Linked DNA regions of Gossypium arboreum: regions 1 and 2 are each linked to region 3. Evidence: chromatin contacts called from public Hi-C data. All regions are on one chromosome and are shown on one strand. Each heading gives the region's core, a stretch centred on a gene start, on an enhancer-like site or on the middle of the called end of the contact. The rest is flanking DNA. Distances are from core to core; before and after follow the strand shown.

Region 1 (2,700 bases), core at 170-2,669, 200 kb after region 3:
GAAGAGTGGTGTAGACTTTAATATATTTGCATACATATGTCAAATTAACGTTATTTTTCATATAATGTCGTGTTTTGAACATTTTATTATTATGATTCAACTTAGAGAATAATATATTAGTCAATAACATGTTTTTCTTACATAATTTATTAATTTTAAAAAGATTAGGAGTTTACGTCATAATTTTATAATTTTTCATGTTTCAGTTTAATTATTATAATAATTTAATCTTAACTCTAAATTTAATTATTGATTAAATATTAATATAGTAAATAAATAATTATATTATGATGAACAAAAATTTACAAACACAAAAATCAAATTATAAATGTGAATCAACTCGAAAGATATGGAAGTTTATCAACAAACTATATGAGATAAATATCAAAACTATGTATAAACTTTGATTCAATGTGCAATGTCATACATGAACTTTGATTTTATGAGATTTCTTACATGAAATTTTGATTTGATTCAATTTTCATAAATCACTAACAACATTATCGAATTAGTACTATTTTAGATTGATATATTGCATACACAAACAATTATATAAATTTAATGTAAAAATAAATGTATGTATTTATTTTTAAATATGTACAATTGAATCAAAATGAAAGTTTTATGTATATATATGAATCACAATTGAAGTTTCATATGCCTAATTGCACTAAATTAAAATTCATGTACAAATTTGATATTTATCTCTAAATTATATTTATAATATAATATTAGGAAAGAAAAGAGAAACAAATAGTAGGGGATAGTAAGCGAGGGCAGATTTAGGGGCTGGCAGGGGCCCTAGCTCCTAAAATGTAAAATTCTTATTTAGCCCCTTAAAATTTTTAAAAAAGTTTAAATTAATAAAAATAAAATTACACTTTGGCTTTCTTAAAATTATAAAAATTTAATTTAATTCTTTAAAAATTATAAAGATATAAGCTATAAAAATTAAAATTTTATTTGTTCTCTAAAATTTATTCTAAGCTCGCCCTATAATAAATTAAAAATATCAAGCTAATGACAAAAAAAAACATTTACTCAACGACCCACAACCTAACGTTAACAAAGAAATTTCGAAAGATACCCTCTCATTCAATATTGTAAGATAATTCTTTATAGAAAATAATTTTAAATACGAAAAAACATAATTAAATTAATTTCTTGAAATATTTAGGATGAGGGGCGGCCTAAATAATATTTTTATAATGAAATAAATTTTATGAGGCGATTGGACCAAACGAATTGCGCGGCCATTGTATAATAACATAAATGGAAAATGCCAAGTATTTAATTTTGGCGTGGGACCAGCCCAGCAAATGTAGAATAATGTAGCCGTTGCACTCCCCCTTCGAATTTCGCTGACGTGGCACCACTTAACTTAAAGCTATCAAAAAGGAAAATTCTTATATTATTGTTTAATGATACACACAATTCGACCGTTAGCTTCTATTTCTTAATTCCCAAACCAAAAACACAACATTTTCTCTCATTCGTCTCTTCCATCTTCACAAGAAAAAATCTCACTGATAGAAATGGCAGTGGAATACGCCTTCGCCGACGAGGAAATGGTGATCGATGAGGGTCTCGGATACCCCAGAGCCTATGCCAAAATATGCCGGGACCGTAGTCTTGGTCCCTACCCCTATGGCCCTCCTTTCACCTTCATTCCTTACGTTTTGCACCAAAACGAGGTCATTTTGTTTACCACTTTTTTTAAAAAAAAATTCTTTTAAGAAGAAATGGGTTTTTGGCGTTTTGGGTGATTTTGTTCTTCTTTTCTTTTTGATGAAATGAGAACCGAGGCAATGGAGATTAACTACTAGTTTGTTTTTTGTATTTTGCAGAATCTGAGAGCAAAGGAACTGGATGAACTGTTCCCACTTATTGATCCAAAGGCAAGACCATCAGCTAAGCCAAAAATCTTCATTAATCTCTTGTGGAAGCAGCTAAGTCATTTAGGGTAATTAACTTGAACTGAAAAACTTACGAATATATATATTTGTTTTGTTTTTCTGATATCTATGGGTTTGTTTAAATCAGGAACGCGGGGTTTGATCCGGAAGTAATCCGAGTGGATCCGTACGGAAATGTCCTGTATTACCATGCTGATTCAGCTTCACCTCTTTCATGGGACATTGATCACTGGTTTCCTTGTTCAAGTACTTCAACACCAACCTATCTATTGTTTATTTTTTTGTTTTTATCTTGGGATATGTTTTAACCATGGTGCTGATTTGAAATCTTTAGGGGGTGGATTGACGGTTGCAAGTAATCTGCGGGTACTACAATGGCAAGTGTGCAAGAAAAAGTATAACAAGCTGGAATTTCAAGTTCCATGGTGGGATTTCCAGTTGGGAATTTCTGTGAACCAGTTCTTATCAATTTTCGCTTCTCGAAACTCCGATTTCAGGCACAGGGCATTTTCCTTCTTGTTTGCAGAAGGTGAAAATGAGGAAATAAATGCTTCTCAAACAGTGGATTCACATTCTTTCCCACAGCATTTTATCAAGTCAAAAGATGAATTCGGGCTTGCCCCAGCTGCTGTTGTTGTAACTCGGAAGGAACTATATGATTCTTCATCAGCTTTAAAATCACTGGATTACAACAGGCAGATAAGGCCACAGTCTCCTATTATAGGTCGGTTTATGTTATTCGGATTTGAATACGATCCCGATTTCCGAAAAAGTGTTCTTCAAT
Region 2 (2,735 bases), core at 25-2,524, 140 kb after region 3:
TCTAACTTTAAAATAATAGAAATTTGAATCTAAAGAGTTGAAATAAACATTACAAAATATTTAATATTAGCAAAAATAAAAAAGATAAGAAATAACAAATTATTAAAAGATCACCAATGATGTCATTCTAGGACTAAAGTAATAATAATAATAATAATAATAATAACAACACACCTTGAAGAACAAGGAATGAGAGTAGTAAGAAAGACTGGGAATTGACTTCTTTTTTTCATTACATACAATTTAATAAGAGGAAGGTTCAAAGGGACTTCCTTTCATTGACACGTGGGGCATCATATTATGCTGCTTTTCTTTACATTCATTAAAATTCAAATTTAATCTTAAATTTGTCTTTATAGTTTATATTATTAACTTTTTAAATTGATAGAAATTTGTGAATGGAGTCTGAAGAGCGAGAGAAAATTGGAGAAGGGAGAAGAGATAGTCGACTATCAAGAATTGAAATAATCAATAATCAAGAAGGCAATGCAGATGTGGCCATGGACGCTGTTTCGGCTCCAGACAGACCTAGGTCCTGGAAAGATCGCCTCATGGGTACAGGCTTAAGAGGAGACGAAAAAGTAGAACCATCATCTAAAGAAGAAGACGATGATGACCTAGATATTCTTGACGGAGATATTGTCAGATCCTCGGTCAACGGTATACCGGCTTTCTTTGACCGGATTAACCAAATACTCATAAAAGATATGGAACATACCGTGGTTATAAAGTTATTAGGTAGAAACATCGGATACGCAACTCTACAAACAAGATCCATTCTTTATGGCGCCCGAGTCAACCGTTTTGTTTAATGGACATCGAAAACGGCTACTACTTAGCCAAGTTCCAGAATCCAGCCGATTGTGAGAAGGTATTAAGTCAAGCGCCATGGGTAGTATATGGCCAATACTTAACTGTTCATATGGATTTCAGTCCTTCGCAGCCCTACCCGAATATGGTCATGGCTTGGATAAGGCTACCCGATTTGCCTGGGCACATGTACAAAAGGAAAATACTCTGAGAAATAGGGGGAATAATAGGAAGGGTTGCAAAATTGGATTTTAAAACTGATAACGGCGTTCGGGGAAGGTTTGCAAGAATGGCGGTCTATGTGAATCTTGGGAAGGCTCTCATATCTCATGTTTTTATCAATGGATTACTGCAAAAAGTCAAGTATGAATACTTACCCACGGTTTGTTTCTCTTGCGGCCATTATGGGCATACACAGGATATTTGCACCAAGACAACGATTGAACAACAAGAGATGGGATAAGGCAGTAAGGAGCACGAACTAATCCAAGAAGTCAGACCTGATTCAGGAGGAAGCAACGGCGCTGATAAATCCGACGCTTATGGGCCTTTGATGATTGTGGAAAGAAGGAATCGGCGATGGTCAAAAGGAAAGAGTAACACCAACAGCGCCGTTAGAGAGAAGGGACTTGGAAGCTCTCAATTTCAAGCACTGAAAACCCTAAACGACGAACCAAATCTACATGATAATGGGTCCATGAGAAGGATCCATGAAACCCAAAAGGAGTCAAGGTCTGCTGAAAAGTCCTTGGTAACACCGAATGGAGGACCACCTATAGGCCAAATTCGGAAAAGGCCTGGTAAAGAAATTATATCAAGCCTAGGTGTGCATAATCAAAATTATTTCCAGATTAAAGAATCTAAGGCACCCATTAAGGAAAACCAAAACAAGTACAACCCAGGAGACCACAGTCAATCAGATCCACTACAAAATAAAAATAATACAAAAAAGGGGGCAGAAGTTGATGGAGCCATAAGAGAAGACATAAATTTCACAAATGCTTCCCAGACTCAACATTTGGAAGAAAACTCAGTGATGAGCAGAACGGAAGGCCAAATAACCAATACGGTGCAATGTGAAGGGAAAATTCATGTCACACAATCAGTAGCAACTTTGGGTTCACAACAGAGTCAAAGCTCCACTACTGATAGGATGCTGGAAGTTACGTAACCCCAACTATTGGAGTGTTAGACCCATCTAAACATTCAATAGTAACGTTAAAAAAAATGGTGCTTTGGGGGAAATTCAAGGAGGGCAATTCAAAAATAAAATAGGGCCAAAGAAGAACACATCTTCAACATGCGCCACTGGAGGGAAAATAAATAACAATTCCAAGGGCCAAAAACTCAAAAGAGTAATTCGTAATAAAGATAGCCCATTCAAAACGTCACCTCCCAAAGTTCCTCTGGCAGATTCTATCACCAATATGGTAGAGCTATTGCAAGAGCAAGTCAAACAAGGACTTCTTAACGAAGCAAATGAGAAAGCTCGACCAGCGAGAAAAAGTGTTTGGCCGAAAAAAAAAAGAGGTTGACCCACTTCATTCGCTTGGCGAATGATCTTCGCTTCGCGGGAACAACAAAAACCACCATCTCGCTCTTTCCTTTCTTCGGGGCTACCTTTTTCTTTCTAAGGGATGGGGTTGGGGTGTTTAAAAACCTTTTTAGGAATCGGATGCAGAGAAACCCAGAATGCCACACGGCAGCAACATTAATTTAGTATGGCCCCTTTAAATCATCTACGATGAATTCTCAGTTAAATTTAAATTTATCATTTTTTGTTTGGAACTGCCAAGGATGCGCAAATACTAAATTTCCACGCATCTTTAGAGAATATAATATGGATTTTAGACTGGACATTATTGGTCTTTTAGAACCTAAAGTGAGTGGTCGTAAGGCAGATGACATTATAGCCAAATTAGGAT
Region 3 (2,700 bases), core at 143-2,642:
CACCTCGTGTCGTGTCGTCGCACTTCGTGTGTCGTTTTAGGCACTTTATGTGTCGTATACTGATCAGGTACTATGTACCGTTTTAGGCACAATGTGCCGTGGTGTGTTTGGGTTGGAATCTGTGTATCCGTCAAGGTCCGAGTCTTGTTAATAGGGGTAAATAAATGAAAAGATAAATCGAATAAATTTGATTGATCAAGCTATTGAAAATGAAACGTTATTTGATGCTTAGTTATTATAATTTTTTTTATTACTGCTATTATAATTTGAATTATGGTAATACCACTGAGTATGGAATACTTAGCGTGCGGTTGTTTCCGTGCGCAGGTTAAGTTAAGACTAGACCATTGAATCAATATCCCAGGCCGATCCCGAATTCAATGAGGTAAAGTATGTTAAGTAATGGTAATGGCATGTACCTAGGATGCATCTAGGTTGTGAAAGTATTGATGAAATAAGTAAATTATGGTTGGCAATGGTATATAGTATGAAGTTGAAATAATTGATAAAGTAAGTGATATACTTAAAAAGATTCATTGGATAGGTTATAAAATGTTTTAGATTGGTAAGATTTGAGTATATTTAAGTGTATTTGGATTATTTGAATGTTGGCAAATTGTATTGGTTGAAGTTCTAATTTGCAGGGTTAGAAACATTTATTTTAATAAATAACTATAATTGAACTGTACAAACCGGTAATGCCCTGTAATCCTGTTCCGGGGACGGATATGGGTTAGAGAGTGTTACATGGATAAACATAGGATATGATACAATTGTCATGCTAATAGGTTATTTTGCGCACTGTATGAGATTGATATCTGATGAGGTGACAGTACTTGACTTGATATTATACGTTGAATATATCGGAATCCAACATTTGTTGTAGATTATCGAGTTATATTACAGTGATTTTGACATGTTTCTGGAGGCGGATGTAAGCCTGCATACTTGGCACTTGGTGTCAAGGTGTGTTTCTGGAGGGATGTTAGTCTACAGGCCATGCATCTAATGCCCAAACGTGTTCTTGGTTGGATTAGCTTGGTTGAGCATTTTGGCATGTTTTGGCTAGATAGCCGCGTATCTGTATCAGTTTATTTAGTTCATCAAGCCAAAATCTAATGGTTAAATGACATGATGATGGTGATATGTACTTGGTAGTCGATTCTAATGAGTTGATAATGATTAATATAAATGTTTACATGATTTCAGATATTATGTCGTGACTTGGTATTGAATGACCTTGTATAGTTGAATTGATTATGCAACTCGTGTATATAGAACTAATATGTATACTTTTTTATTCCACATATAATCTAAAAAAATTATCATGTACATATTTTTAAATATTTTTTATACTATTATATAATACTTATCAACCTTGTAATCTACTTTGTGTAACAAATATTTTTCCATCGCTAATAGATAGTGGATGACGTAATTTTATTGTGATCACGATTGGATGAACAGAGTAAGAAATTTATACAAAAATTTCATTGCTTAATTTCGTAATTTGGGTTATGATATGGTGAGTAAGTTTGAATGGAAGTGGGAGGATATATAAAAATTACATTTGCAAATACTAACAAAATGCCAAAACCTCACACTATTATATAAACCCCTCTTTCCCATGTTCTTCCTTGCTCTCAAAGCCCTTATATATTATATATTTTTCTTTTCTTTTTTTTTTTGAAAAATATTCTTATCAATAAAAAATTGTGTTGATTCTCATATCCAAACACTTCTTATTATCTACCAATTTATAAATTTCCAGCGTAATAAAGAAATCAAACCCTACACTTAGGGTTTCCTCTCTATACCCTTCTCTTAGAAAAAAAGAAAAGGAAAAGCATTTCTTTTTAAGTATCATAATTTTTGACAATTCCAGTTATGTAATATTGACCCACTTTGTTAAGATTAAGAAAAAAAATCATCTTTTTTGCTGTTAAACGAGATTGATCGAAAAGGATTAAGTATTTGTTTTATTGGTTTTTTTTTTTACTATTTTTGTTGTTAAATTGGAGAAATGGAGAAGAAAAAGGTGACTGTGCCATTAGTGTGCCATGGGCATTCAAGGCCGGTGGTTGATTTGTTCTACAGTCCTATAACTCCTGATGGATTTTTTCTTATTAGTGCCAGTAAGGGTATGGGTTTCAGTTTTCATTATTGATTCACGCCAATTTAAAATCTGGGCTTCTTTTGAATTTTATTTTAGTGATCATTTAGGTATAATCAGCTATGTATCTCTGTCCAGTTACTCTAATGTTGAATTGAATTTGGGTTTTTCTTTTGAGTTAGTCTGTTCTGCTCTTCCCGATCATATTGATTTTCTGTTTTGAATTTTATTTATATATTTACTGTTTTAAGCTGGCTTTTTAACTGCCAGTTTTTTTTTTTTTTCCTTTTATTAGTTATATAGTAATGATTTTAGTCTCATTAGATTGAATTGCAGACTCTTAAGTAGACTTGTAGTTATGTGAATTCGATTCCAATGTTGATGTAGATTGCGTTGAGCAGGACTTTAGCTATTGTTTTGTTGTAAAAAACTGTTAAATTATTGTTGTTCTGTAACTTGAAATGGAATAGTAGTTTTGGAGCAGGAAATCTGATTTGTGGTTGATCGGATTGTCAATGGGATTTGTTTTAATGTTAAATCAACTCTATTTCTAATGATGCGTTGGAAATTCAGACTCCAGTCCAATG

Evidence for each region. A called contact is a pair of places that touch in the nucleus more often than the background predicts.
Region 1: a Hi-C map of leaf shows a contact between it and region 3, with 2.0 times the contacts expected there. The contact joins the promoter of LOC108474659 here to the promoter of LOC108467151 in region 3. A contact is called at or near these places in 2 of 5 Hi-C or Micro-C datasets (both in leaf).
Region 2: a contact with region 3 is called in a Hi-C map of leaf, with 2.7 times the contacts expected there. The contact joins the enhancer-like site here to the promoter of LOC108467151 in region 3. A contact is called at or near these places in 2 of 5 Hi-C or Micro-C datasets (both in leaf).

The regions. Positions count from the first base shown.
Region 1 is chr2:21,321,231-21,323,930 of ASM2569848v2, forward strand. It overlaps LOC108474659, which reads left to right and starts at 1,420. Exons shown (of 6, transcript XM_017776653.2): 1 at 1,420-1,694; 2 at 1,848-1,963; 3 at 2,044-2,162; 4 at 2,251-2,640. The coding sequence starts at 1,536.
Region 2 is chr2:21,254,382-21,257,116 of ASM2569848v2, forward strand. It overlaps the pseudogene LOC108475393. Among protein-coding and RNA genes, the nearest start is that of LOC108475827, 62 kb to the right of the region's middle. Within about 2 kb of position 1,275, at least 2 of the 2 cell types and tissues checked have an H3K27ac peak or open chromatin away from gene starts, as enhancers often do. A contact at or near this core is called in leaf, where this site is marked.
Region 3 is chr2:21,116,855-21,119,554 of ASM2569848v2, forward strand. LOC108467151 reads left to right here and starts at 1,393. Exons shown (of 7, transcript XM_053024435.1): 1 at 1,393-1,468; 2 at 2,687-2,700. The coding sequence starts at 2,698.